4 separate regions of the Mus musculus genome follow, and all the other regions are linked to region 1. A link is a contact called in public Hi-C and promoter capture Hi-C data. All regions are on one chromosome and are shown on one strand. The core of a region is the stretch at or near the end of the contact, and the rest is flanking DNA. Distances in the headings are between cores, read along the strand shown.

Evidence for each region. Hi-C and Micro-C count contacts between places; a contact is called where the count stands out from the background. Capture Hi-C pulls out chosen DNA fragments and counts their contacts.
Region 2: a contact with region 1 is called in a Hi-C map of liver, with 4 times the contacts expected there. The contact joins the promoter of Mirt2 here to the promoter of Gpt in region 1.
Region 3: a contact with region 1 is called in a promoter capture Hi-C map of pancreatic islet. The contact joins the promoter of Gpaa1 here to the promoter of Gpt in region 1. A contact is called at or near these places in 2 of 39 promoter capture datasets (erythroid cells and pre-B cells), 1 of 484 Hi-C or Micro-C datasets (B cells), 1 of 115 datasets of contacts at active chromatin or transcription factors (pancreatic cancer cells) and 2 of 9 other capture datasets (liver and pancreatic islet).
Region 4: a promoter capture Hi-C map of pancreatic islet shows a contact between it and region 1. The contact joins the promoter of Sharpin here to the promoter of Gpt in region 1. A contact is called at or near these places in 2 of 39 promoter capture datasets (embryonic stem cells and pre-B cells), 5 of 484 Hi-C or Micro-C datasets (B cells, embryonic stem cells, granulocyte-monocyte progenitors and 2 more), 2 of 115 datasets of contacts at active chromatin or transcription factors (the SCID.adh cell line and pancreatic cancer cells) and 3 of 9 other capture datasets (adipose tissue, liver and pancreatic islet).

What each region holds. Positions count from the first base shown.
Region 1 is chr15:76,694,327-76,699,567 of GRCm38.p6, reverse strand. Gpt (glutamic pyruvic transaminase, soluble) reads right to left here and starts at 2,842. Exons shown (of 11, transcript NM_182805.3): 1 at 2,549-2,842; 2 at 2,320-2,409; 3 at 2,138-2,246; 4 at 1,893-2,026; 5 at 1,485-1,728; 6 at 1,186-1,265; 7 at 976-1,112; 8 at 679-853; 9 at 417-572; 10 at 220-332; 11 at 1-148. The coding sequence starts at 2,710. The coding sequence ends at 58. Ppp1r16a (protein phosphatase 1, regulatory subunit 16A) reads right to left here. Exons shown (of 12, transcript NM_001358933.1): 12 at 4,649-5,241. The coding sequence ends at 4,896.
Region 2 is chr15:76,267,233-76,272,473 of GRCm38.p6, reverse strand. It overlaps Mirt2 (myocardial infraction associated transcript 2), which reads left to right and starts at 2,635. Exons shown (of 3, transcript NR_045747.1): 1 at 2,635-2,685; 2 at 4,083-4,288; 3 at 4,974-5,241. Spatc1 (spermatogenesis and centriole associated 1) reads right to left here and starts at 4,385. Exons shown (of 5, transcript NM_028852.1): 1 at 4,098-4,385. The coding sequence starts at 4,302.
Region 3 is chr15:76,329,112-76,334,352 of GRCm38.p6, reverse strand. Gpaa1 (GPI anchor attachment protein 1) reads right to left here and starts at 3,059. Exons shown (of 12, transcript NM_010331.2): 1 at 2,890-3,059; 2 at 2,278-2,457; 3 at 2,082-2,193; 4 at 1,722-1,869; 5 at 1,542-1,643; 6 at 1,254-1,450; 7 at 980-1,176; 8 at 736-889; 9 at 463-558; 10 at 149-339; 11 at 1-63. The coding sequence starts at 2,963. It overlaps Exosc4 (exosome component 4), which reads right to left. Exons shown (of 3, transcript NM_175399.4): 2 at 5,117-5,241; 3 at 3,683-4,997. The coding sequence ends at 4,638. It also overlaps a transcript of Oplah not described here.
Region 4 is chr15:76,348,934-76,354,174 of GRCm38.p6, reverse strand. Sharpin (SHANK-associated RH domain interacting protein) reads left to right here and starts at 3,065. Exons shown (of 9, transcript NM_025340.2): 1 at 3,065-3,694; 2 at 3,946-4,120. The coding sequence starts at 3,497. Maf1 (MAF1 homolog, negative regulator of RNA polymerase III) reads right to left here and starts at 2,881. Exons shown (of 8, transcript NM_026859.3): 1 at 2,516-2,881; 2 at 1,623-1,755; 3 at 1,401-1,529; 4 at 1,163-1,328; 5 at 916-1,037; 6 at 715-834; 7 at 455-589; 8 at 1-328. The coding sequence starts at 1,705. The coding sequence ends at 307.

The DNA.
Region 1 (5,241 bases), core at 1,593-4,092:
CCAAGGACCCTCAGTTTGTTGAGTCAGAGAGCATCCAGTGTGGCCCTAGCAGTGGCTTCAGGAGTACTCATGAGTGAATTTAGCATGGAAGTGCCTCAGTTTCTCCAGCAGCACCCGCAGTTTCTCCATGGGGGGCAGAATGGTCATCCTGAAAAGGACAAATGGTCAGCGTGAAGTACAGGTCCATTAGTGGCAGGGTCAACCCATCCCGGGTCTCACCGGAAATGATAGGTGCCCTCCTGCTGCCCAAAGCCACTCCCAGGCACAACGCAGATGCCAGTCTCTTCCAGGAGGCACAGACAGAAGAACATGTCAGGGGCCAGGCCCAGGTCCTGGGGGTCAGGAGGGTGGTCAGCTCACAGCCTGGCGCCAGGCCCACACCCTGCTCGGCCCCCATGTAGCCCTGCATGCCCCACCTGCGCACGCTGCACTGCTTTCAAAGGCAGCTGAATTTGAGGGAAGGAATACATAGCGCCCTGCACCGGGTTGCAGCGGATCCCGGGGGCCTCGTTGAAGACCTGCTCCGTGAGTTTAGCCTTGGCTGCCAGTTCAGCCAGCACCTCCTGCCTCTCCTGCAGTCACAGGAGGGAATCATGGAAGAGGGTTTCAACGTGTCCCTCTATAGTCCCACCCAAAGCCGGATCACCAGGTATCTTTGGCCTGGTCTGGTCTGCTCACTGCTTGAAACTGCTTGAAGGACGGCTCCGAGGGGGTTGGCGGACTGACCACCATGCCCATCAAAGCCTGGCCCGGCACTGGTGGACACAACCGCACGCTCATCAGTTTCGCCATCTGTTTCTGCACCTCGGCATCCATGTTTACCACTTCCACATAGCCACCACGAAACCCGCACCTGCCCAGGAGAGCATGAGTTGAGGCTGGTCTGGGAAGAGGGTGCGCCACCGTGGCAGTGACTGAGAGTCCTCTAGCCCTCCCCGCTTCACCACCACCACCACCACCTGAGCCTGTACGCACTCGCCCATGTAGCCCTTAGAGACTGAGTGGAAAGACGCGAGCTCCTGCTGCGTGGCATATGGTGGCCCCATCTCCGTGAGCACCTTCTTGAATGAATGGAACTGAGAGCCCTCAGCATATACATTGTCTTGGTATACCTGTAGGGGTGGCAGTGTCATTCAGGCTGGGGGCTGAGCTGCTGCTCACCACTCTGTGTGCCCCTGTGTGTACCTCATCAGCCATCAGGAAGAGTCCCTCTTCGAAAGCAAAGCGGATTACGGCCTCGATGCATTCACGGGTCTGCACCTGCCCTGGAGTGTGAAGATGCATCACTGACTGGAAAGTCAGCCGCCCGCGGGCAACAGAGAACCAAGCCCAAGAGTGCTCAGCCCAGGCGCTTGGGGTTGGAGAGCAAGGGCAGGTTCTGGAGGAAGAGGCGGGGCTGGAAGGAGGAGCCCAGTGAGGCGGAGCTAGCGGGGGGGGGGGGGTAAAAAGAGTGAAACTGCAGGGGGCGGAGCTGATAGGTTTACCCGTGGGGTTGCCGGGGTTGATGACGCATAGTACTCGAGGGCAGCAGCGGTCACGTGCCTGGCACAGAGCGCGCCGCAGCTCAGCGATGTCAAGAGCCCAGGCGCGCTCTTCGTCCAGGTAGTAGTCCACTTGCACGGCGTCCAGCTCAGCCAGCGCAGCTGAGTACAGTGGGTACTGAGGAATGGGAATGAGTACACCGGTTCGCGCACGGCCCTCGCCGGCTACCAGCAGCTTGAGCATGGTCTGTAGGCCGGATAGGGAGCCCAGCGTTAGTGCAACCAGAGTTGTACACCCCACCCCGCCCCCACCACCGCCCTGTGCTGACGCTGCTGCACCAGACTCAGCCCCATCTAGCCTCACACATAGGGCTACTCCGATTTGACCTGCCCTGCCCTGGGCTACCCTACCACGATGGCATCGCTGGCCCCTGTGGACAGAAATATGTTGTTCGGGTCTGCAGGGATGCCTCCGTCTCTCCTCTCAATATATTGCGCCACATCCTCCCGAATCGGCTGGATTCCAGAGCTAATGCTATAGGCACCTGAAAGGGGACAAGCTAAATGAGGTGGGCCAAGTCCTGTAATCTTCCCAAGGGACTCGTCCCTCTCTGCCTCTCCTTAAGGCTTGGGCTCCACCTAGAGCTCGCACTCACCCAGGCTGTGGCCCCCGCATGCCTGCAAGATGCGTTCTGCCCTTCTCTTGGCATCCTCTGGGAAGTCCGGACTGCTCAGAAGATTGGGGTAGACACAGAGGGCCAGGACCTGGAAGAACCAAGTACTGAGTCCAGAGCAGCTGGGGAAGGAGGAGTAACCACAGGTAGTACAGCAGCCTAACCTGGCGGAAGAAGGTGATGGGTCTCTGCCCCATGGCTTGTGCATCCCCAATATTGGCACGGATAACCTCAGTAAAAGGCTTCTTCACACCCTGGGAAAGAAAGGAAGCGGGCAGGGAGATTGAACACCACCACCCTACTCTACTGCCTTTGTCCCACATTCCACTGTGCTGGGGACGAGCTCAGCAGCCCAAGTTTAGCAGAAGGGCAGTAAGTGGCCCAAGGCAATACCTGGCGCAGCTCCTGCTCCAGCTCCAAGGCACGTTGCACGATGGGGCCTCGGACTGCATACTCCACCCTCCGCACACATGGGTTCATGGTATCCAGAGTTAGCACCTTCCCCTTCAGTCCATTCCTTGAAGCCTGGATCCGGTCATTCCTTTGTGAGGCCATGGCTGCTCAAAGCAGGCAAGAATGCTGGCTCAAGAAGAAGGGTCCAGTTGGGGAGCAGGGCTGGGAATGGGGAGTCTGCGTGAGGTAAGGCACCACCCTCTCCACGGCAGCCTTCTGGCCCTACTGAAAGGGGCAGAAAAGGCTGAAGGAACTGGAGCACCCTGGGCCCCGCCCCATCAGGCTGGGCACAGATCTGCCCCAGGGTGCCAGAGGGAGTTGGTAAGGCAGCAGGCGGGGCTTGGGGCGAGGCCCAGTGCCGCCTAGTGTCCCCACGAGGGAGCAAGAGACCCACTTGGGGAGTAGGGACAGACGGATGGTTCAATACTTGACACACTGGAAACTGGGAGAAGAGAGCACTGAGCATCTCAGCCTATTAAGAACAGAACCAGGGACTACTGGAGATTTACCCTAGCAAGGCCCAGCTGAAGCCTAGGCCTCAGACCTGATACACACTCCATCTTTACTTTAAGCAAGTGGACTTGTCTCCTAGGTAACTAAGCCAGGCCTTGGGAATCTGGGGAGCACTGGGGGAAGGGAGAAAGATGTGTAGTCTCTGGGTTCCATGGGGACTGACAGAGTGCTATGCTTGGACCTTGGTCTCTGATGAGCCACTGCAAGGGTTTAGGGGGAGGGGAAGAGACTGGAGACGGGACAGCTAGTTCTGGACACACCTCACCCTGGACTGCCCTCATGCCCTTTCAATACACATCAGCTTGAGGGTGCCCTTAGGTCGACAACCCAGGCCAAGGGTAACTAAGTCCCCTTCCCTGCTGCTCCTGATTGGTAGAGAGAACAGGAAGTGAGCTCTGATAGGCCCACAGTACCCCACTCCCACTGGCCTTCTAGAAAGCTTATAGACTTGCTCAACACCTGGTCATCTAAGCCCTTGGACCCATCATGGCTCAGGCTAAGGGCTGGGGAGAATGACTTCTAAGCTGGGCAGCAGGCAGCTAGGAAGGCATGAGGTGAGCCTTAATCCCTCTGTCCCTGGAGGCCCTGGAGTGGGGACACACTCACCTCTGATCTCTTGGCTCTGATGCCACAGTAGCCTCCCAGCTCAGTGGCCTTTCTCTGGCCCTCAGGACACACCACAGATTAATATAGGCTTGGCCCTGGCAGAACCTGCCACTGCCTGCCTCTTACTAGCAGGGCCCAAGTAGGAGTGGTAGCAGGTGGACTTCAGGCAGCGGCGGCACAGCCCTACTCTAAATTTAACCAGCAGTCATCACCAACCCTCCCCCAAGCCCTTCCAAGGACACTAACCCTCCAACCACAGGTGCTAGAGGAAGGACAGGCCCTGAGGATGGACACCAGGCTGACCAGGTCAGTGCCCATGTGACCTCGTAGAGATGGCCATGCAAATACAAATGCAACGGTCATGATCTAGAATTGCCTTCTTCCCTCTAGCTTGAGGCCCCTAAAGGGCCCCTCTCATTCTGATACACTGTCCCTAGCCAGCACAGCCCAAGTGGCCAACTGCTTGTCACCTATACCAGCACAGGCGGAAGCTGGCAGACATGCCCCAGGATCAGGGCTTCATGCCAGAAACTGAGACCATGACCCTGGGAAGCACCTAACTAATGCCAGTCTTCTGCCTGTTTCACGCTGCTGGCTCTGGCCCAGTCCTGTGGAAAACACTGTCTCCCTTCCAGCCAGCGTTCCTGTCCCTCTGCATGGCCACCCACTCCATCACCCATGAAGAGTTTTTTCCAAAGTGTCCTACTGCTTTCAGGAAAGCAAAGGGTTACAGAAGAGCCTCCAAGAAGCTGAACCAACTAGGAGAGGTGGAAGTTAAGGCTGGGCTTCTTGCCTATGGCCTTGAGCCTTTCTCCCACAAAGGCTGGGGCTGCTACCTGCAAGCCCGAGCATGCACCTATCTACAGGTTTGGGTGCTCCTGGGCATGGGTGGCTCCTAACCAGTGAGACACATGGGAAGGCTCCGTGGCAAACAGCCTTTATCAAGAGTCACAATAAACAGACTGTGGCCTGAGGCCCATAGGTAGAGCTCTGCATAGTCCATCCCTGAGCAAGGTGGCCAGTGTCCTGGGCTGGGAGGGGGATGGGGCTCTGTGCCGGCTCCCCCACAGCACAGGGGTATGTGCTAAGTGGGTCACCAGGCCAGAGATCGTGAGGAAGCCTCCGGCTGGGCATGGGGTTGAACCCTGCCATACTGAGGAATCACATTTCACATGAGCAAGCAACACGGCCTCTTCTCCACAGACGCCTCCTCCGAGGGAGCAGTGAGCTTGAGCAGGGGCGGGTCCCCAATTGTGCTGAAGCCACAGTCAGGCTGGGAGGTCCCAGCATCAACAGACAGGCCAGGCTCAAAAGTCTCAGGCCCTTCAGGGGCAGGTCGCTGAAGCTTTGCAGCCGCTCGCTGGCGTTTCAGTTCTGCCAGTGTGTGGTGGGCCTTGTCCCGGACGAGGGCATCAGGGGCACTGTTCTCCTCAGGACTCAGATGATAGGAGACACTCCGATCTAGACGCTTGGAGTACAGGTGTCTCCCGGGGGGGGCCCCTACTTGGCCATTG
Region 2 (5,241 bases), core at 1,386-3,885, 430 kb after region 1:
ATAGTGGGAGCCTGGGACTAAGAGCCACCGTGTGTCTTGGGACATGCCACCATCAGTCAGCCCTAGTCCTTCCAGTCAGACATACTCTGCACTCTGTATTTATCACCCGTCTCTCTCTTATTTTATTTTATTTTAAAACAGGGTTTCTCTGCAGCCCCGGCTATCCTGGAACTCACTCTATAGACCAGGCTGGGCTCCATCTCAGAGATCTGCCAGCCTCTACCTCCTGAGTGCTGGGACTAAAGGTGTGAGACACCAACACCCAGCTATCTATCCCCTTTTACATCCAACAGTTAGGATTTGTTTTTCTTACTACGCTGTCCACTCGCAGTTCGTGCTATGGTCGCCCACCTGAATGACTAGAAGCTTCTCTGGAACTCATCTCCCCACCCCTGACAGTTGTGTTTCCTCCCAGCAGATGGAGTGATCTTTCTGGGCACAAATGTGGCTACTTCCAGTAAGAACTCACGAGCCTTGGCTTATCGCTTTTAGGAGCAAATCCTTAGCATGTCATTTAATATTCACAGTCGTGACCTGACCCCTGCTGACCTCTCCAGCTGATGGTTCACCTCTCACTGACCTCTATCACGAACATTCGAGAACAGTACTATACATACAGGAACAACCTACACTATCAGATATAAATACAAGCCCCTACACCATGTGCATTCATGCGTTAACACAGCAGCTCGAACATTTTCTTAACAGCCATATGGGAATATTAACTCACATACATATTTACAGCATACCCTCCTCCAAGAGTACATGCTGTGTTCTCACAAACTTATGTGTATGTTCTCCACACATATTCACACACATATGTGCTCACATGCACATCATGTACTTTAGTTGCATACACCAACACTATGTACCCACATCCTCTCATCATTTCGGACACTTGGGTGCCCACATGTACTCTTATGCTTTTGTCTAGTTCTGGCTCCCGCAACACTAGGGTCAGATCTTTGTCTATACCACACTTTCTCCTTAGAATGTTGCTTTCTGCCTTCATTGCCAGCTGTCTGAACTCCTCTATAAAGATCTGAAATAGTCCAAGGCTTGCTTTCTTTCTTCTCTCTCTCTTTCTTTCTCTCTCTTTCTTTCTTTCTTTAGCTCTGGCTGTCCTGGAACTCACTTTGTAGACCAGGCTGGCCTCGAACTCAGAACTCCACCTGCCTCTGCCTCCCAAGTGCTGGGATTAAAGGCGTCACTACCATCACCCTGCTTTTCTTATTTATTTTATGTGTATGAGTATTTTGTCTGCAAGTATGTCTATGCATGACATGTGCCTGGTACCTAAGGATTCCAGAAAATAGTGTCAGGGATTGGAGTTACAGATGGTTGTAAGCTGCCATGTGGGTGCTGGAAATCAAACCCAGGTCCTCTGCAAGAGCACAAGGCTCTTAACTACTGAACCATTTCTCCAGGCCCAAGAATTTAAAAAATAAACCTAAAAGCCAGATATGGTTGCATGCAGTCTGTACTCTGGAGGCTGACATAGAGAGATACCCACTTAGAGGCCAACTTGGGCTACATATTGATTTCAAGACCAGGCTAGGCTATATAGTAAGATCCTGTTTCAAAATCACAAGGGCGAGGGAGATGGCTCAACGCACAGAAACACTTAATGCAAGCATGGAGACCTGATTTGAGTCATGGAAACCTATGTAAAAGCCAGACGTGGTGGCATGTGTCTATCAAAAGCAGAACCTAGGGCATCCCCCATAAGCCACAGACTGGGTAGCCTAGAGTATACAGTGCAGTGGCAGAAACAAGAGCAACCCTGACTCTAACAAGATGAAGACAAGGCCCAGCACATGTATCTGACTGACACATGTATCATGGCATGCACATGCCCTCAATACAAATTCATACACAAATACATACTTACATGATGAATTAAAAAGGAGTAAAATCTAAGGCCTGAAGTAGGAAGCTGATATCTAGCTTGTTAGCCTATCGAACTTCTTAAATGTTATACCTCTTCAATGCATATTATTTTTGTCACCCTGACTGGTGGTTGTTGGTGGTGGTGGTGTGTGGTGGTGGTGGTGGTGTTTTTTTTGTTGTTGTTGTTTTGTTTTGTTTTTTTGAGGGGAGGAGTGGGGATGACAAGGTTTCTTTGTGTAGCCCTGGCTGTCCCAGAGCTCCTCCGTAGACCAAGGTGGCCTTGAACTCAGAGATCTTCTGTTGGGATTAAAGGCATGTGTCACCACCACCCCACTTTTTTTGTTGGTTCTTGTTTTCATCCTGCCTGTTATCGCAGTTATTAATGACACGACATTTAAAAATGGAGTTGCACCGGTGCTTATGAGCATTGCTAGGGCTGTGTAGCATGCCCGCTACAGCCAGGCGTACTGGTAGGAAATCCAGCCAGAGAGGAGCAGGCGAGGAATGGATACTGCCCGGAAGGACTTCAACCTCTTAGTACAAGGGTTCAAGTTCTCAACCAGAAGTTAGTCTAGTTAGGGATTAACTGCTGTCTTTTCTTTTCTTTTTGAGACAGTGTCTTGTGTAATCAGGCCGGTCTTCACATCACTGTGTAGTGAGAATGACTTTGCATATCTGATCGTCTTGCTTCTGGCTTGTGCAATTGCGCCCAGTTTTACGGTTAGAGATCAAACCCAGGGCTCCATTCGTGCTAAGCAAGCAACCCTACCAACTGCGCTCCATCCCCAACCCCTGGTGAGACTATTTCCAGGGATTAATTAGGTCTTCAGGATCCTTAGAAGCTATTTTCACTCAGAGTGCTCTCTCGCACTCACTCTGAGGGCTGCAGTAGGTGGATTGCCCGAGGGTGGAGGGGCAGGGCTTGAAGCCTGAAGCCTGAGCCCAGGAGTTGCAGTGATTGCTGTGAGTCAGGATGTAAATAACCAACTTGGCTTTGGGAGCTCAGGAAGAGAGAGACTCAGGGAGGGTTATTATTCCCAAATGCCGCGCAGAGGTGGAGAAGGCACTTAGGATGGTATTCATAACCTTTCCAGAACAGCTTTGTTGGGGGGTCCACTGCCAGATTGTAGAAGGTCTAAACAGGCAGAGCAAAGTCCTCCTCTTAGATAAGAGAGATGTCATGGCTCCTCGGGAACAGAGGGAGAAGGGCAGGCCGGGAGGGTAAGATGGTCTGTGACTGAGGGCGGGTCGCTGTAGGGGTGGATAGGCAGTAAGCACTCACGGAAAATCATGGACAGGAAAGAACACAGCCTCTAGGACAGGAAGGCTTGTATAGGGAGGGACATGGATATTATTACTACTACTAGTGTTTCCTCTTCTGGGTACACGTAGAATCTGTATCAGCTGTAGCATCTACAGTCACGCCCTGGGAGCTTGCTACTCTCAGAAGCTCTCCCCCTGGACCACTCTTTGCACCCAGCTTCCTGCCTTTTCAGCACTCCCTTCCTATTGCTATACTCAGCCTTGTAGCCTCTGTCATCCCTTGGTGTCTGAATGCCACCTCCCTCTAACCCCATCCCTATCCCTGGGCTCAGTGAGGGTCAACAGTTCAACTGCATTCCCGTGAACGCTTGCAACCCCGCTGGATTCTCTTCTCTCATCCTGCTCTGGATAGCTCTAGCCCCAGGGCTTCTATCACACGCTAACAAACCCTACATCTCAACTTTAGATCCTGGCTTCTCCCCCTCAGCTTCCTTCTGGCTGTCACAAAATGGAGAGAATGAGCCTGTGCTGATGGTGGGAACTGGAAAAGGCGGAAGACAAGGGAAGACAGGGATGTGGAGACTGGGAGTAGGTGGGTGGGGTGGGGGTTGGTAGCCTATTGGACTTGGCGGGGAGAAGATTTGGATTCCAGAGCTGGGCAGGTTTTAGATGCTGATGCTGCTTGGAAGTTAGGTTGAAGGGAATGTAGGTAGGAAGCTCCTATGGGGAGATATTATGGGGCCTAGGTTGGCCTTTCATCCAATGGTCCTATGTTCTCATCCTGCCTCTGTCTGTTGAGGCCAATGTCCTCTGTTTGTTTGTTACTATCTAAGCCCTTTCTCCACAATTTCTTCAGACCCCAGCATCCTGGCTCTTCCTTCCTCTGTGCAGCTCCTCCATCCTTCCCTCCCCGCTGTCCTTATACCCAGGCCTCTTATAGTTACCCTGATGTTGGGGAGGGCCTGCCGCTGCCTCACCAAGCCCTCCGGTGAACCCGCTGATGCAGAGGCCACCTGCCTGAGTCTTGATCGCAGACTTGAGCTCCTGATTCTCCCGAATGAGCCGTACCAGCTTCTTCAGTTCCTCATTTTCCCGCACCAGCCTCTCTATCTGATGCCGAAGCCCCTCGTAACTTGTAAGTAGAGACATGCCCCAGGGAAGGGGAGAGGGTGCAGCCCAAGAGAGGGCACTGCACCTGGAGGCTGCCCAGGGCCCGGGGCCTTGCCCGGGCTGGAAAAGGCCACCAGAGTCTGCAAGCCTGGTCTAGTAGGCTCTGGGTATTGTGAGGTCAGAGCCTATGCCCTCCTCTTTGCCCTCTGCTCTAACAGGCTCTGCTCTCTGGGCCTCTAGGCCCATGTGTTGCCTTACCTCAGCCTGCAATGTCTTGACAAGGTCTGGCCAATTATAATTTCACGGTTGCCTCTTCGGCTGTTGTCTTTACCCTACTTCAAGCTAGTTGCTGCCCCTGGACTTTCCCTTCAGATAAATCCTATACCACATCACTTGCCTTTGTCTGTACAATTGGCCCCCTCATCGGCTTTCCACAGGATGTTCAGTGAGTGTAGGTGTCTTCCCTCCAGACTACAACAAGGGGTGCAGCTTGGCCAGGGTATTTGTTGACTGGATACTCATCAATGAATATTCATTATTCTGCCTTCCTGGGCAGGGTGCTCTTTCCTTTTGACATTAGCATGCCATAATTTCTTCTGGCTTCATTCCTTCCCTAGCGACTGGCTGAGAGTCTCCTTTAGCCAAGCACCAGGCTCCCCCAGCTCAGTAGTTTCCATTTCTGGCATGGGTTCCTTTTCTCCTACCTGTAGTGACTCTTCCTTTGCACCTGATCTCTGCTCCTTGGGTCCTGGAATCTTCTGGAGTTTCATTCTCTCAAGAATCTAAAATGAAGACGTGACGGTGATCCAGCAGCGCTCGCTGTTTCTCTACGACTGGCCAGGGTTACGTTGACTTGGCTTATCTGGCTGGCCAAGCAAGTATCCCATTCCTCCCTCACTGTTCCCTGTATGTCCCTCCTGAAGCTGTCCACTTGGTAGAAGACAACTCTCTCCCGGGGGAGCAGTGTTCAAGTGAAGA
Region 3 (5,241 bases), core at 1,810-4,309, 370 kb after region 1:
TAGATGAGGGCCACTAGTTTCAGTGCCATCCAGCCCCTGTCTGGGACCTGTGAGTTGACCACTCTACAAGGAAAGAAACTCAAGGGTAGTTGGGAATCCGTTTGAGTATTCAGGGACCCAGCTCCAGCTGTCCGGCCCAGCTGCTCACCGGTGGGTGTTGTGTGGAAGGGCCAGGCCGGCTACATAAATCGCGAGCAGCGTCAACACAACAGCCTCGGCTTCGGCCACTGGGAAATGCTGAGTAGCTAAATGTTGGCCCAGCACAGGCAGGAAATAGAGGGCCAGACCCATGGCCTGAGAGATCAGCAGGGGTGCCGTAAGTGAGGCCAGGCCCACACCCTGCAGGACACATGGGTACTTGGAGTTAGGCCAGAGGAATAGGAGAACCCCCAAGGACGCATACCAAAGCACTGCTGGGTATGTTAAAACCCCCATCCTAAGAGCAGTAGAGTATAGCATCACCTGTGTTGGCAAGAGTGGAGTCCCGGGACTAGGGGCCTTCCCAGCCTCCTCCGGGTTGACTCCAGCCTGGTGTAACTGCATCCACAGCTCCAGAGCATAGAGCAAGTCAAGGACCCAGACAAGCCATTGGATGTGATTTGCTAGGTGGGAGATCTTAGGCTCACTTCCCTATCCCTACCATATGTAGGATGAAGGACTATCCCCCCTTTATAGTTAAAGGGATCTGAGTGAGTTTGGCCACAAGTGAGTAGCGAGCACGAGGGTGGAGGATATCTTGAGTCCAAGGACTAGGAGCAGGAAGCCCGTGGCGGGCATGTAGAGTCCGATGGAGACAAAGCGGGAGAGGGCCGGCAGCAGGTAGAAGAAGAATGACTGGTGCAGGCGCTCCAGGAGGTGGTTGAGCTTGCGGAACATGCCCTCCAGAGCCCTGCCAGGAGCACAGTCAGGTCAGGGCCAGCCACCCTCTCACCCCAGCTAGACATGACCTTGAACACGGAAAGGGGTCCAGAGAACTTACTTGCCCACTGTCGCCAAATCATACTTGTATTGGCGGAAGCTATTGATGCCGCGTAGGGTTAGTGCCTCCACTCCGTAGCGCAGAAAAAGGCCGTGGGGGCCGTGGGGCCGGCCAGAGGCCTGCCGCAGCACCATGAGTAGCAGTGTCTGCAAACCCTGCAACGGCCCTTCGAGTGACGTCCAGTCCTGGGGCTGCAGCTTTGGAGGCATGGGGACAGGATCAGACAGACTCACCCCTTCTCACGAGCCCCAGGCTCCCAAGCGGGTGGTCCCACCTTGCCCTGGAGTGTACACAACAGCCCCCCTTTCTGGCAGAAGGTCTGGAAGAGGTTGAGCAGATCAAGGTTGGGCAGCTGACCGTTGAGTCCCTCCACTGTCACATCGAGGCTGGTGACCACGTCGCTGCTCAGCTCCAGAGCTACAGCAGCCTGGATGGCTCCAGCCCTGCCCTGCAGGGGAGATGACTGTATGCCTGTAGGAGCAAGCAGTGAGCACTAGAGGGGGCACAAGGGACCGCGGTTTACTTTGAAAGAGATGGGGAGCAAGACTAGGGCTACACCTACCTGTAACATTAATGTCATGGTAGGCTTCGAGCCAAGCCTCGGTGCCCAGAAGATCATGGTCTGTTACCAGGAAAATGATATCTTTGGCCCAGTAAATCTGCCCTGGAAGCCAAAGGCAGGGTCAGCAAAGGGCCTGGGGCATTGGTCAAATCCTCCCGGACCAGAGCCCCAGAGCCTCACCTCGGAAATGGGCAGCAAGTGCCAACAACAACCCCACAGCCTGGCTATTGGTGGCATCTGGACCACAGGGTACAGTAAGCACCAGGGACTCGGTACTGGCAGAACGTGGGGCCCGCAGGATGCCATACACGTTGGTACCTGACACCATCTGCACAAAGAGTTGATGGGAAAGCCTCAGCAGACCCTCCAGCGGACAGCCTGAAGCCTGTCTTTTTTCCTGGCACTTCAATGCCCACCACTAAAGTTCTTCAGACCATCCCTCCCAGAGTTTCTTGGTTTCAGGGCACTTCAACAAGACACCCAACCCAGGCCACCCTTCCAATGTGCTTTTCTCCCAGGCACACCCCTTTCCCTCAATACATAGCGCTCGTGGGTCTCATCCGGGAAGGGTAGTTTGCGGGAGAAGCTCTGGGTGTAGACCTCCAGCCCTACGGATCGCATGGACCGTTCCAGCCAGGCTACTGGCAGAGCCCTGGAGACACAAAAGATAGCCTCTAAGTAGAGCTCCCTGGTCTCGGCCGCCCCTGAAATCCCCAGCCCGCTGCTAGGCACTCACCCCGGCTTCTTGCGGTGGGCAGCGAAGTCCCGGGCAAAGCTCCGAGCGCGGTCTCCACCTACAAACTGTTCCTCCACCATGGTGGAGCCCATGGCATTCTCAGACATGTAAGTGCGCTGGGTTAACGGCGGAAAAGCCAGCGCCAGAAACCAGGCGATCCCGGCCACGTAGCTCAGCACACTGCGAGAGAGTACAGAGTGGGCTCGGAATTAGCCCGACCTGGAACGCTAGCTCGTGGCTTCCACCATGACCCAGAGGGTCCAGCGGGATGGTCCAAGCCATTAAGAACCCGGAGCCAAAGCCGGGCAGTGGCAGCACACGCTGTTAATCCCAGCATTCAGGGGGCAGAGGCAGGTACAGGCGGATCTGAGTTCGAGGCTAGTCTGGTCTACAGAATAAGTTCCAGGACAACCAGGGCTGCACAGAGAAATCCTGCCTCCGGAAAGGAAAAAAGATCTAAGACCCTAGATCAGCGATGGATAGGGACCAGAGCTCTAAGCTCAGTGTCTGAGTGACACTTGCAAAGAGGTCGCAGACCCTGGAGCAGTAGGCGCGTGTGGAGCCACAGCAGCTCAAGTTCCCGCCAGTCCCGCCCCCTGTGCCCGCCCTCACCAGAGAGGTGTGTTAAGGCGCAAGACGATGCGGGCGAGCGCGCGCCGGCGCACCGGGTCCGACAGGAGACCCATGGCGGGGCGCGGGGCTCTGCTCTCGCGGCAGCTTGACACCTCCAAGAGCAGGGTTCCTGTCGGACCCGGCGCCCGGTGCTGCCTTAATTTCCGGTCCCAGGATCCATCGCGCCACTACTCTTGGTAGCGGCAGACGGAGTTGGGAAACCAGATTGTGCGCATGCTCACAACTGAGGTCGCCAGCTCTGCGCGTGCTCAAAACTGAGGTAGGCTGGAGAAGTACGGGATGCAGTCATGGCCAGTGGGCGGAACTGGAACCTGGGGCTGTGAAGCTGCGGGCGAGCAGCTGGAAGGCGGGACGCTGGCGGATCTCACGACAGAGCAGCGACAGTGTGCCTGCCTAAAGGTTCTCGGGAGTGTAACGCAGGTGGGTAGAGAGCTAGAACGACGAGAAAAGACTGATGCCTGCTGAAGTGAGATACTGAATGACAGTGTTGTAGCTATGACTTGAGGGACCCGTGTGAACTGAGGATTCGACGCTAAATCATTTCTGTGGATGTCATGAACCTTAAGACAGTGGGCTCACTGGCACAGTGGGCGAGTTGGTGGCCAGAGGAGATGGGTGGTGGTGGCGATGAAGGTAGTTTCTCTAAAAGGTTGCAGGGGTAAGGGCCTAAGGATAGATGGCCAAGAAGCAACAAAAGGTGGCTATCCTCCTAGAGCCCAAAGTAAGCGGGAGGAAAGGCCCAAGGAAAGAAGACATTAGTCCAGTGGTTCTTAACATTCTGACCTTTAATACCGTTCCTCATGTTGTGATGATCCTCAAACATAAAATTATTTGGCTGATTCTGAATAGCTAATTTTGCCGTTACGTCATAATGTCATCTCTTAATGATGGACACCCATAGCCAGCTGAGTGCAACCTCGGCCTTGTGCTCCTGTCCCTGATGGGCTGTGTAAGCATGGCACACTCCTTAGCTGGAGGACTTGAGTGACCAACATAGGCGAAGGGGGAAACTCCAATTTGTAAGCTGATTCCAACTTGAGTTTGTTGGTCCCCGGTTTGAACTGTGGTTAATAGAAATACCACCGACAAGTCCAAGAAGAAACTGCCCTGGGCCAGAGCCAATCAGGGAAATAGAGGGAAAGTGCCTACCATTGCAACGGTTACAGATAAATTGCTCATCACTGACCAAACCCTGTGCATCGAGATACCTCTTTGTGCCGGGCGGTGGTGGCACACGCCTTTAATCCCAGCACTCAGGAGGCAGAGGCAGGCCTGGTCTACAGAGTGAGTTCCAGGACAGCCAGGGCTACACAGAGAAACCCTGTCTCAAAAAAACAGGAAAAAAAAAAAGATAACTTTGCGAAATAAGGCAACTGACAGGCAGGAGACCCCTGCTCCCTGATCAAACTAGTATAAAAACCCTGCCTAATTGAGGCTCAGGGCTCTCAGCACAAATCTGGTGTGTTGGAGGAGTCTGAGGTCCAAGCTTAAGGGTGAAGAAAGTCTGAATTCGCATGCAGATTCATACTCCCAGGGGTCTTTGCGGACCCTAATATCTGGGCAGGCACAACAGGTGCACCCTTGCTCTTCCTAGCACAAGTGCTCTCTCCACTTAGGGACTGCACTATAAACTGCGCTGTAGGGCCCTGAGCAGCTTTTAAGTGCTGTACAGTAAGGTGTACTCGGGAGAAGAACAGGCCTTTATTCTGGAAAGGGGTGGTTGCCACTCAGTCCCCCAGTGAGACAGAGGCCTCCTGCACGTGCTGTCGGACGACAAGGTCCAGCAGAGTGTGCACACCTCGGGCCGCCTGGGCAGCAGCCTCTAGCACCTGCTCCAAGTGGTCTTCGTGCAGCCTCGAGTCCATCTCAAGCAGTGCGATCTGGCCGGAGGCGGGCAGCAGGGCCAGGGCGAGCTGGGGCCCTCCAGCTGCTTCCTCCACGTGGCTGAGGTCCGCTAGTGCTGTGCCATCCACAAAGCCAGCTGAACATGCGCATACAAAGTCCCGCATAGGTATCCCAGCATCCATCACTGCTAGCGTGGCTGCATTCACACATGCTGCGTAGGTCCCACCATCTGCTTGCAGCACCTACAGGGGGCATCAAGACATCTGATGGACTGACATCCGCATCCTGCAGCATCTCAGACAGCCCACATAGCTTTAAGCTCCGCCCCCGGGGGAGGGGTTTGACGGTGCAGGTAGCTCACCTGCACGTAGATGTCGATCTGAGAGCGGGGGTGCAGCTGTGTGAGGATGGCTGCCTCGAAGGTCTGTCGTAGCTGCAGCCCCATCTCACAAGACTTCCGGTCTCCATGAGGCCTTCGCTTGCGCT
Region 4 (5,241 bases), core at 1,816-4,315, 350 kb after region 1:
TACAAAAATAAACTCTGTGGTCCAGCTGTCCTGTCTGTGACAGGCTGTTGGTGCAGAGCAGTCCCGTTTTCTATCAGACCCCGTGCTGTTTAATCCAGCCACAGCATGGGCAGTAGGAGCCTGCAGGGATGAGTGGACATCCACAGGCTGAATCCAAAGGGCTACACAGGTATAGCCTTGGGCAGCGCCAGGACGGTGTCAGTGCCAAGGCATAGCCAGCATCTGGGGAAGCTCTGGAGCTCCTCAGGTAGACAGGTCCAGGGATTGGTCAGAGCTGGATGACGCTGAGACCTCTGCTTCTTCTCATCACATACAGATCACTGGAACCCTAGGCAGAAGTTGGCACACAGTAGGCCTTTAGGAGATAGCACCCAGACCAGACAGAAGGAACCCTGATCTGTCCCACCCATTCCAGGCTCCCGAGGATAGTCCATGGCCACAGCCACCACCACACCTGTCTTCCTCCATGGTGCTGGTCTCCTCTGCCCTGCCCTCACCGCCTCCACCTCCACTCTCTTCATCAGCCTCCTCTGCCCCCAGTTCCAAGTCCAGTGCATTGCCTGCCTCTGAGGGTGTGTACGTGGAGCCACTGGATGGGAGAGACAGCGGACTTAGGATCTCCTTTCCCAGGCTGCCCCAGGGAGAGTAGACCCAGTTAAGGAATGATCTGAGTTGAAGAGGGAACTGGAGAAGGTGAGGTGGCAAAGTACCAACCTGATGGAGCGGCAGCTAAAGAAGACAATTCGCTTCAGTCTCTTATTGTAAAAGAAATAGTTGAATGACCAGAGGCTTCCATCTTCCCCAAAGGGGTCGGAGTCTAGATCTGGGTTATAGCTGAAAAGAGAAAACAGCAGAGGGATGAGGTCTCCACTGCCATACACATGTGCACGCCCAGCTGCAAAGACGTGAGCCCACCTGTAGATGTCACACTCAGCTAAGCAGATCTCCTCATCCACTGCATTCCACAGCTGTGGCTTCAGGGCCTTGAAGTCTTCACGAACAGCTGAAAACAGGCTGCAGTTGACTGCATTTACCACCTACAGGAGGTGACAGTCAGGGGTGACAAGGGTCCAGGGCAGCAGGGAGAGCCCAAGAACCCACACCAAGTGGGGATGGCAATGAGAAGGACCACATGGCTTGGGGCCCTTCTGTTCATCCTTACCCAGCGGAGGCTTGGCTCTCGGCTGAATTCATGACTTCTGGCTGTGCTGAAGTCATAGTCTGGCCGGAAGGACTCATTGAGGGTGGCAATCAGATAGAAGAGGGTCTTGCGGCTGCACTTGTCGCTCAGAGGACTCTCATCCTCACCACCCTGGCTCTTGCTCAGTCTGAACAGAGAAAAATGTCAGCCTTGCCCACTGTCCCACATACCCCAGAAGGTAGTCTCCACCTCAGCTTACCTGCTGGGACTGAGGCCTGAAGTTTGGGGTGGGGACAGTGCCTCCAACACATGGGGCTGGCCCTCCTGGCAGAACTGCTTGAACATATGTTTATCATCTCCCGCCATCTTACACGAGTAGCTTTCAATCCTAAAGAACGCAGGCAGAGTCATGAAGCATGCTAACCCCGAGGCCCACGATAGTGATCTCTGACAGATTGATCCCCAGAGCCTCCAGCCTCACCTGCCAATAATATGGGCATCTCCAGTCTCCACTGTCAACTGTGAGTTGATGGCCTCAAAGCTGGAGTTCTCCAATAGCTTCATGTCCTTTGGGAAGGGAGATTCTTGTGCCAGTGGGATTAGGGCAGCACTACCTGGGAATGTGGGAAGCCAGCATGGCTACCTAGCTCCAAAGGGCTCCACTTTCAGCCTTTCCACCCACTAGCAGAGTACTGTTTGCAGCTCGAGCTAACCTTGAGTCCACCATGGAGCTCATCTTCCTCACCTTACCTGCCCCTGAGAACTCAGCACTGGCTGACAGGGAGATGATCCTATGCATGAGCATGGCATGTCCAGGTTCTACCTCAATCTCAAGTACTATATACTGGGGCTGGCTGGGGGCCCCACCCACTCTCGACATTCCTACTCCATTGACATTCTGCAGGCATCCTCAGACTGTTGTAAGGTCCTCAATAAGAACCTGCTATCCGGTTCGGAACGGGGCATCTGGGGTTTCAAGCCTTGAGGGTCACCTGTATGGGTGCTCCTCCCGGGTTCTATGGGTTGCTTCACTGCTTCCTGTCAAGAGGAGGAAACCCATGAATTCTTCAATTCTATTTGCAAGTATGCCTAATTCGTACTTCGTACGTCGAAGTGTGTAGGATGGGCAGACACACCACCTCTGCTGGCGCAGGCCAGTGGTCTCCTGGCATTGCTGCCCTGCAAGCCTAGAGGTACCAGCAGATTCGTAGCGGGAAACTACAAGCCCCAGGAGGCAGTGCACCAAGAGAGGCGCTCCAGCCCCAAGCAGCATAAGAACTACAAGTCCCATGAGGCACTGCAGCAGCGCGAGGCCCGCCGGGGACTGTGGTTCCCGCAAGCCCGGACCGCTTGGCGCACAAGGCGGACACCCACCTGCCAGAATTGGGCTAGATCAAGCCAGGGTAGACGGGTTGTTTAGTGTCGGTGCCGAGGTGACGGCGGCGCGGGCTTTGCGCAGCGCGGGTTCCTCAGGACTGGAGGGCGGCGCCGCGGCCTCCACTCGGGCCGCACTGTATCCGGGGGAAGAAGCTTCGCGGCGACGTCCCGTTACTCCAGGCCCTGCCGGCCCATACGGGCTGCAGCCGCGACATAGCCTCGCCCCCCTGCAACGCCCGCTTTCGCGACCAACCTGCCGCGGACCGCCGAGATCGTACCAGCCAGAGAACGAAACAGCGACCTCCGCCTCCCCCGACCCGACAACAACAAGCGTCCGACGGGCCCAACCCCACTCCTCTGAATGGTCCACTTTAACCACAGGGCCAGACCACGAGAAACCTTATTGGTGGACTCCTCCGCCACTCGGCTTCACCTTCCACTTCTACTGGCTGCATAGCTTGTCTGTCTCGCACTCGCTAACGAACCCGCCTCCCCTCTTGGTGTTGATTGGTTAGAACCATGCCCGCCCCGCCCCCAGGAGCCAACCCTCTTCCTAGAGTGGTCCACGGTTACGAAGAGCCTCTGCTGTGCTTATGTGTGTTTGTGTGCATTGGTGCCTGGTTCCTTCCGGGAACTGGTATTGTCTTGTGTAGGGCAGCAGCTGTCGTTCGTTCGAACCTTTAAGAAAAGTTCATCCTTGCCTTCTTTTTGTGACCGGTGACCGGTCTGTGACACTGTCTCGGGTCCTGCTGAAAGGTGACTAGCTTGGCCGGACCGTGCCTGGAGATCTGGGACCATTCCTATCGCTTAGCGAGCCATCAGGCTCTGGTAGTGCGCAGCATCGGGTCCTTCTTGTTCTCCAAGCTCTGGGGCATCCGGAACCGAGGCTCACAGTCCGAGTTTCTGGCCGGCGGAAGTACTCGACAGTTCTCTATCACGGAAGCACTCTCGGAGAGTCAGGACTCCGCCGGATCAGAAATGTCGCCGCCCGCCGGCGGTGCGGCAGTGGCTGCAGACCCTGCCTCACCTGTGGTGCTCCTGGCAGTGCACGCGGCGGTCAGGCCCCTGGGCGCTGGACAGGATGCCGAAGCGCAGCCGCGGAAGCTGCAATTGATAGCGGACCCTGAGCGGCCTGGACGCTTCCGGCTAGGACTGTTAGGCACCGAGCCTGGGGCGGTGAGTGTGGGCCCGATTCTGGAATCAACTTTCTTTCGATTACCTTGACGACAGTCCTTAAGCAGTTATTTTTCTTGATTGCCTGTAAAAGTGGGAATAATGCTGATACCTAATTTACAAATCTTGTGAGGAATTGGTAAGATAACAGGCGAGAAAAGTTCAGAGCCGTAAAGATTACCTCGTTCCTTTTCCTTTCACATTCGTGTGGGTAACGAAGAGGAACCACCGACCGAGTACTCTTCCCTGTTCAGGTCAGTTTAGAATGGCCCTTGGAGGCTATTTGTTACACCGTCCGTGGGCCTAACCAACACGAGCTGCAGCCTCCCCCTGGAGGTCCTGGAACCTTCAGCGTGCACTTCCTCGACCCCGAGGAAGCACAGCAGTGGGCAGCACTGGTGCGAGATGCCACCGCAGAAGGACAAAATGGTCAGTGTTGTGAAATAAATGCTTATTTGAATATGTCCGGGCCACCTGGTCGAGGTTGGGGGTAGTGATGGAAAAGCTGGGCACCTAGGAAGGCTTCCAAGAGGAAGGAAGTGGAGAAATAAGAGGTTCAAGAGCTGACCCCAGTACCAGACAAGTAAGAAAAAGAAGAGCAAGCATTGCTGCAGGACTAAGAGTTTAAGGAAAATGGGATTGTATTCAGTGGAAAAACAACAGAGACTTAAAGATAGAAACTCCACAGTGTAGACAAGGCTAAAGGAGGCCAGAGGATCTTAGGAGATGGAATTGATAGGTCTTGTGGTTGTTCAAATGGAAGAGTTAGTGATTATGACTGAGCTAGAAGAACCACTTAGTATGAGGCTTATATCCAGTGCCTGCTTGGAAAAGCATGGACATGGCTGGGACTCTGGAGAGGTAAAGACTGGGAGTTGGAGAAGTCACCCAAAGTCACCAGGAGAAGCATAGAGAAAAGAGGGCCTTGGATGTAGACCAGTGGTTCACAACCTTCCTAATGCTTCAACCTTTTAATATAGTTTTAATACAGTATGGCCCCCAGCCATACATTTATTTTCATTGCTACTTTAATAACTGTAATTTTGCCGCTGTTATAAATTGTAATGTGTAAGTATGTTTTCCAGTGGTCTTAGGTGACCCCTGTGAAAGGGTCATTCCACTCCCAAAGCATTGAAACCCACAAGTTGAGAACCACTGATGTAGATAGTGCCCTGGTAAGAGGTAGGAAAGCCCACAAACACCGGAGGAAGCCCTGAGCCTGACATGAGACCTGGGTACCTTAGCATTGAAAGAGAGACTTTCTCTTGTCGTTCATTTGCCAGATGTGTGTACCCAACCCTTAATACTGTTCTTTGTGACAAGGTCTCAATGTGAATTCCAGGTTGATCTCAAATTCACTGTGTAGCTCAAGTTGGTTTTGAACTGTCAGTGACCCTCTTACCTGTTCTCCCGGAGTGTTGGTGTTATAGATGTGTACCATCCAACTGGGGACTACTTTTTTTCTTTTTTCCTGTGTGTGTGCACACACGTGAGTGTGTGTCTGTCTGTATTTGTGGTGCGCATGTATTTGTATAGAGGCATACATGTAC